2 separate regions of the Mus musculus genome follow, and region 2 is linked to region 1. The links are chromatin contacts, called in public Hi-C maps. All regions are on one chromosome and are shown on one strand. Each heading gives the region's core, a stretch centred on a gene start, on an enhancer-like site or on the middle of the called end of the contact. The rest is flanking DNA. Distances are from core to core; before and after follow the strand shown. Region 1 has its middle 94 kb from the start of Gm5084. Region 2 has its middle 7.3 kb from the start of Gm35333.

What was found. A called contact is a pair of places that touch in the nucleus more often than the background predicts.
Region 2: a contact with region 1 is called in a Hi-C map of uterus, with 1.6 times the contacts expected there. The contact joins two enhancer-like sites. A contact is called at or near these places in 7 of 39 promoter capture datasets (the 3T3-L1 cell line, 3T3-L1-derived adipocytes, cranial neural crest and 2 more), 10 of 484 Hi-C or Micro-C datasets (the 3T3-L1 cell line, the HL-1 cell line, the N1E-115 cell line and 2 more) and 2 of 115 datasets of contacts at active chromatin or transcription factors (embryonic fibroblasts and heart atrium).

The regions. Positions count from the first base shown.
Region 1 is chr13:60,297,159-60,301,054 of GRCm38.p6, reverse strand. No RefSeq gene overlaps it. Among named protein-coding and RNA genes, the nearest start is that of Gm5084, 94 kb to the right of the region's middle. Within about 2 kb of position 1,839, at least 36 of the 459 cell types and tissues checked have an H3K27ac peak or open chromatin away from gene starts, as enhancers often do. A contact at or near this core is called in uterus, where this site is marked.
Region 2 is chr13:60,440,083-60,443,978 of GRCm38.p6, reverse strand. No RefSeq gene overlaps it. Among named protein-coding and RNA genes, the nearest start is that of Gm35333, 7.3 kb to the right of the region's middle. Within about 2 kb of position 2,273, at least 16 of the 459 cell types and tissues checked have an H3K27ac peak or open chromatin away from gene starts, as enhancers often do. A contact at or near this core is called in uterus, where this site is marked.

The DNA of each region.
Region 1 (3,896 bases), core at 590-3,089:
GCAAAAGACCAAACCTCAACAGCACCTTACTCCTAACATCTCCTAATTTTATCTTCTCTTATGTTTGACCCAGTTTTACTGTGTTGTTCTCGCATCCCTCAGAGCAATAGGAAACACTATACATATTGTGCAGCGGGCCTTTGTATGTGTACAATGTAATGGACTGTGAGAGTGTCTTACCCTCTAGGTGTGTGCATGTACACTTCGCAATGCTCACGGGATGGTGAGGGCACCTAATAGCAGTTTTCAGAATGTGTCCCTGTCCTTAAGTCACGTTTGATCAAATAAGAAGAAGAAGGAAGGTAGAGGGAGGGGAGGGGAGCGGAGGGGAGAGGAGGGCAAGGCGGGGGGGGGGGGTGCGTCGGAACACAGTCTTCATGCAACCAAACACAGTAGTGAGGAGACTCCAGTCAGGTCACAGTGGGCAGAGAAGACTTTGTTTAGAGATAGGACAGGAGGCAAAGAACTCACAGAGCATGATGCAGTGGCCCCCAAAGAGCTCAGGGTCACTGAACCTGGCTGAGACTTGTCAATGGGCCTTTCTTGTACATGCTCAGTATGTCAAGACTCACTCAGATGCAGGGATAGAGCCGAGAAGAAAACAGAAATCATAGCCCATCAGTTCACATGCAGCTTACACATCCCTAGGTGGGCAGACAGACAGACAGACTGACTGACAATTATCTCATAATAGGAAACTGCACAAATGCCAGGTGACATGACAGTTATCTTCAAAGAACCGGAGGTCCTATCAGGTGTGGTGGCTCACACTGTGGATCCCAGCACTGGAAAATCAAAGGCAGGAGGGTCAAGGCCAACTTGGGCTCCCTGGCAAGAAGAGAGGACATATTTTAGGCTGAAAACGAATATCTACATTTTTGCTCGACTTTGCACTACTTCCTATTTTAGAAAAGTGGGAAGAAACTCTGGAACCACTTTGCAGAGACCTTTGGTTGGTATTAAACTGCATATCCACAGGGAAAACACGTTTTCCAACCTGATGTCTAATGTCTGTGTGACAATGTAGCTTAGCCGCCCCCCCTCCCCCAACAGTGTTAACAATGTCAGTTTCAAAAGTGTGTGGGAATCAGGGGCATTAAATTTAAATACCTGGATATGGGCATACCTAGCATGGATAAATGCATATTTCTCCTTAATATGACATGAAAGGTCAATATGTAAAATGACTGACCTAACGAGCTTTGCTCCAGGGTAGGGAGAAGGACAGGAATACAGCAAAGACCTCGGGGCTTTCGTTTTCTATGGTGCTGAGACACGGTAATTGTTTGATGATCAATCTGCAAGCTTTCTCCCCACAAACCTCTCTCAGCTTAAAGTCAAATGGAAAGCTAGGTGTGGTGGCACTTGTCTGTCATCCCAGAGTGTGTGGAGGCTGAGGCAGGAAGACTGCTGAGAGTTCAAGTTTAGGATACATAACAAATGTGAGAGCAGCCTAGCTCTCAAACAAAAAAAGGGTTAGGGTTAGGGTTAGGGCTAGATCCTTTCTCAGACAAAAGAAAACAATTAAAAATTAGACTCAAGTATTTCTGGGTTTACAGGGATGTCTGTCTACCTCTTAGTGTATGTGTTGAGAGGACTTGAGAACTGTACCATCAAAGTCAGGTCTACGGCACTCTCCTGAGACCAGGGTGAGATTGGGGTTAGCAATCCTGCATTTTAATTGTCTCTGTTGTAAGCAAGGATGGTCTATCTGCATTGGTCTGGCTCCAAGTGCTCTCTATCAATCACAATGCCTGGCTCATCCCCAGTCTCCTCGAGGTCGTGTTGAATTTCTACACACAAGAGGCACGCAGAGCAAATCTGAAGAGAAAGAGCCCTCTGTGTCTGGATCTGGAAATTCTCCCTCATTTTAAACTTAATGAGAGGCCAGAGCCCCAGGGCTCACAATTCGCTGTGGCTTGAGAGGTTTTATTCTGCTCCTAAAAGCAATAAGATGCTATCTCTAATTTCAACAAATTAGTCATATTTCTGTATCGAAGGGGACACTGATTTTAAAATGTGATGTTCCTCAGGTCTCCCAGGACAAATGCTACTTCTGGGAAGGGCACTTATCAAGTGGGAGGCTCCCATGAACCCTGGGCCCACAAGACTCTCCACTGGAAGCAACTGTTCCCTGGGAAGGAGCCAAAAGGCCCAACTCTCGAAATGTGGAAAAGGGGAGGAAGGGGGAGGGACATGGGACTATGGTGCCTCTCAGAGGACACATAGCCACATGAATGTCAGAGCATTGATGTGACAGAGGATGCTCTTCCCTCTTCCAGGGCAGCTCTTACCCTCAAGGGGCTAGGCCTCTACAGGAGATCTCTGCAATCTCAGGAAGTAATGACATGTAAGTGCACTGTGGGTCATGGACACACTTCAACACTTGGCAAGCTGTGCACGCATGGATATTTCCCAAGATGTGGAGGTCACATTTTGCTTCTCATTTTTTCTAAGTTTTCTTTTGTAATGGGAGAACACTGTTTCTGAGGATCCCTAGATCCTGAGCAGACTGGGCTCACAGAACTGAAGAGATAAGATCCCAGTGTGGGAGGAACTGGGGCAATGGCGTTGCGTTGGATGCTTTGACAGTACTAGACATGACTCTAGAACAGTGATTCTCAACCTGTGGGTCACTACCCCTTTGGGGGTCAAATGACCCTTCACAGGGTGGCCTAAGACCATCAGAAAACAGAGAAATTTACATTATGACTCATGACAGCCGCAAAATTACAGTTATGAAGTAGCAACAAAAATAATGTTATGGTTGGGGTCACCACAATATGAGTAAGTGTATTAAAGGGTCACAGCATCGGAAAGGTTGGGAACCACTGATCTAGAGCGTAGCAGCCATGCTCTTTCAGCTATTCATTTTGCATAAGTGCTTGGGCCAGAAACACAGCTCCAAGCTGTGGTCCACAGTGGGGTGAGGATGTCTTTACAAGCTATCTATTGAAACCCTGACCCTAGACTCTTCAACAGAAATGACGATTAGGATGAGTCATAAGCAGGCCAAGTCTGAGTTGGCCAGGAGGGATCTGAACACAGAATTAAGCACGAGAGAGAGAGAGAGAGAGGCAAAGAGAGACAGAGAGACAGAGACAGAGACAGAGACAGAGACAGAGAGAGGAGCTTAGAGGAAGAAGACAGCAAGGTGTGGGTGGTGCACACTCTACTTCTCAAAGGAGAGTCATACTTTATTTGTATTGATCAATTGGCAAACGTCTCAGATACACAAAATAAACCGCAACTGTAGCACAGTGCCTGAAATCGACAATACCATGTTGGCCATGGGAAATTTTGCTAAGGCAGTAGCTCTCATGTAAAGTATTATGTGCCAAAAGGCAACAATAATACAACGAGATAGAGAGGGAGGGAAGGTTCCCACATTTGCAGGCTCAATGCATACATGGTGGTGATGTTTCAACAGGTGTACTTATTTCAAAGCTTATAAAGTTGCATACATTAAATACAAACAAGTTTTTGCATGTCAACTCTGTCTCCACAAAATGCTTAAGAGGACAAGTGGGAATGAACTTTGTTGACCAATACTGAAGTACACTTTTGTTAAGCTGTGTCTTAGAGCACACTCATTTAGAACCAGGACGGATAGTTACAAAAGTAAACGCAGAAGGGTAAGTTCCCACGGATCGAAACGGCAGAGAATACCAGTCCCTGCAAGGCTTGTCCTGAGTCCCCGTGTCTGAGTTACAGGAATCCAGGGGCAAGCTGCCGGAGAATGGACACGGGTCACCTGATAGCCTTCCCCTTTTTTCTCCCTGTGCATTTTTTGATAATTTCCCAGGACTCCTCATCAAAGCCCCCAGTGAGCAAGCATTTCTCATGAACTCTTTCATTTCTGCACATCAAACAGCAGAGACAGACACAGAGATGAA
Region 2 (3,896 bases), core at 1,024-3,523, 140 kb before region 1:
GGTAACTAGTGATGGGTTCACTGGGTTATTTGAATTTTGAACGTTTAATTTCTCTTTTTAAAAAATATGAATGTGCTTCAGCTTAGCACCAACTATATGCCCGCACTGCCACAGACTTTGGAATTCAATGCCTGTCTTCTTCTTCTTCTTCTTCTTCTTCTTCTTCTTCTTCTTCTTCTTCTTCTTCTTCTTCTTCTTCTTCTTCTTCTTCTTCTTCTTCTTCTTCTTCTTCTTCCTCTTCCTCTTCCTCTTCCTTTTCTTTTTCTCCTCCTCCTCCTCCTCCTCCTCTTCCTCCTCCTCCTCCTCCTCCTCCTCCTCCTCCTCCTTCTTCTTTTTCTTCTTCTTCTTTGTCTTTTCTAGGTAGGGTCTTACTATGTAGCCCTGACTGGCCTAGAAATTACTATATAGACCAGGCTGGCCTTCAACTTACAGAGTCTGCTGTTGTCTCCTGAGTGCTGAGATTAAAGGCTTGTGCTACCATGTCCAGTCAAAATTTAATATCTTTATCAATTTAATCAACTATAGATCTCAATAAATAATTCCCACCTTATAGAATAAGAAACAGGTTCAGATATATTGCAAACCTCCCTTAAGTTTGACGCTCCCTATCCTGAAACACAAGACCTCTGCTTATGAGTCAGCATTGAAGAGTAACCACTGCAAAAGGACATTGCATACCTTTGAATTTGATCTTGCCTTTTAAAAAGGTTATTAAAGATAGATGTTTATTTGGGTGTCCCATATAACCCACCAACACTGCAGTGTTTAGTGGTTTTAGTTTACAGTCATTTGTGATGTACAACCGTAACTATGTTGCACCTCTACTGTGATGCACAACTGTAACTATGTTGCATTTCTACTGTGATGCACAACTGTAACTATGTTGCACTTCTACTGTGATGTACAACTGTAACTATGTTGCACTTCTACTGTGATGTACAACCGTAACTATGTTGCACCTCTACTGTGATGCACAACTGTAACTATGTTGCATTTCTACTGTGATGCACAACTGTAACTATGTTGCACTTCTACTGTGATGTACAACTGTAACTATGTTGCATTTCTACTGTGATGCACAACTGTAACTATGTTGCACTTCTACTGTGATGTACAACTGTAACTATGTTGCACTTCTACTGTGATGTACAACCGTAACTATGTTGCACCTCTACTGTGATGCACAACTGGAACTATGTTGCACTTCTACTGTGATGCACAACTGTAACTATGTTGCATTTCTACTGTGATGTACAAATGTAACTATGTTGCACTTCTGCTGTGATGCACAACTGTAACTATGTTGCACTTCTACTGTGATATACAACTGTAACTATGTTGCACTTCCGCTGTGATGTACAAATGTAACTATGTTGCATTTCTACTGTGATGCACAACTGTAACTATGTTGCACTTCTACTGTGATGCACAACTGTAACTATGTTGCACTTCTACTGTGATGTACAACTGTAACTATGTTGCACTTCTACTGTGATGCACAACTGTAACTATGTTGCACTTCTACTGTGATGCACAACTGTAACTATGTTGCACTTCTACTGTGATGCACAACTGTAACTATGTTGCACTTCTACTGTGATGCACAACTGTAACTATGTTGCACTTCTACTGTGCAGTCTCTAGTCATCACCCCATCCCAACTCCTTCGAGCTCTAAACAGCTACAATTGATGTCTATCACCATAGACTAACTTGTCCTTGACATTTTTTTAAGAACTGAATGATGTAATCTATGCTCTCCTGTGACTGGATTCTTTTGATCCTAGCTATATTTAACACCTGTAGCAAAAGATGGTTTTTAGTCCATGAGACTCCAGCCCTGTGCTTCCTCGGTGCTCCATCCCTCAGGGGTACATGTGACTGAGCTCCAGATAGAAGTGGGTGTCTCCTAGTTCTAGACCTTGCTTTTGTGGAAAGTAAGATTCTTGGTCTCTTTTTTATTCCCCTAATGTTTTGTAAACTAAAAATATTTAACTAAGCTTAGCCATCACATGTGTTTTGGGGTTAAGCCTCATATTAACACATGTGTTTGTGGGGTGAAGCATCATATTAAAACACATACGTAATTATCAAAATCAGGCTCACTGGAGTTCTGCCACATCAAACTTTGTTTATTCTAGTTTCCTTTGAAAACTAAACCCCGCCAAGCATTCTAACACCCGTTCTTACTCTTTTTTTCCTATACTCTGGGTGATCGTGAAGTATTGAGAAGACCCAGAGGAAGCAGAGGGCACAGATGGATCCAAAGCAAGGAGTCAAATCGTCCTCTGACAAGGTTGGACGGAGGCCCAGGGCTGTAAAGAAATGTTTATTGTGCTAGATTAACCCCCAAGATTTAGACCTGTTTACCCTAGCAACTAATCTCATTTACCTAGACTACTAAAACCACTAAAACCCCTCCTTGAAAGCTGATAACTGTGAGCACTTCTACCTTGTCAAGATCTCTAGCTGTGCATGGCGATTTAAAGCAGCATACTGGAGGGGTCTTTTTCTGCGACAGGCATGAAGAACTCTAGTTTCTTTCAGACCATGAGTGGGGGAACAGCAACTCATTCTGTCACTCCCAGGCATCTTACAGACAGATCTTTCCTAACTGTTTCGACCTTAAGCATTTGAAAAGAGTCAGAGAAAACAATATTTTAAGGGTCAGAACTGCTTATTTTTAAATTAGTTTATTCTCTCATCAGCCCAACTGTGAAGCCTTTAACCTAAAATCTGTCCTGCCAACATGATGTGCAGGGACAAAGTGTCACAGCCATTCTTTATTTTTATTTTAAAGTGTGTGTGTGTGTTTGTGTGCGTGTTGCAGAGATGTGCACGTGTGTGTAGGTACCCACAAAGGTCAGAAGAAGTGCCCCAGACCCTTCCACAGCAGAGCTGGAGTTACACGTAGTTGTGAGCTGCCTAATATGGGTGCTGATAGTAGAACTCAGATCCTCTGGAAGCGCAAGCAACACATGCTCTTCAGACCCCGTAGAGACCATGCTTAAAGAATAAATCACACACAGCCAAACCCATGTATGAGCATTCTCAGAACAGATTCCTCAAGCTTTCCAGTCATTCACTGTCTTTGCTCTAATCTCCCAGCACACAGGAGCTCCACAGGAAGCTTCAGGAACAGTGCTGAGCGTATTGCAGGGCACTGTGTGAATTATAAAAATCTGTGCTGTTCTAAAGATCAAAACACCTACCCATCTGGGATATATAAATCCTATCACGGAATTTATGAGGGGGTTATCTTGAATTATGTGCTTGGTGTTGGGTTTGGCACATAATAAATATCAAGGGCCCTCTCAGGACAGTAGATTAGCATCCGGGGGTGGGGGGTGGGGTGGAGAAAAGAGCCAGGCATCTGTGGAATTTAAATGGGAAGATGCCCTATTCCTTTCAGAGAGGATGGAGCTCCTAACCCTGAAAAGCAAAGTAGAATCCTTGTTTTTAAGCCTGGTATGATCTCCTCCCAGAAGGATAAGAGCTGATTAATCTTCCTATGGCTTAGAGCACAAGGTGTACAAATTTGGCTCTTTGGATTCAGTATGTTCTAGATCTTTCTCTCCAAAAAGGGTCTATTTGCTATATGCCAGTTGAGTTGCACCAGTGGGACTTGTAGTCTTGTTTGTCTGATTCTAAAAGGAGCTGGAAGGAAGGGCAGAAGGAGCACCCCTATTCACAACACACCTGCCAAAACAGCCCACACTTCAGCTCCATCGATACAACTCTGTGTCTCTCAGCTGCCTCTGAACTGGGAGCACACTGCGAGGGAAAGCCAAATACCTACCACCCCTTTGATGCTAACAGGGGCTAACACACTTCAATGGCTGCCATGAGCAAGCTACCCTGCAGACTGCATGCGATTCAAAGGCATAAAAGTACTTT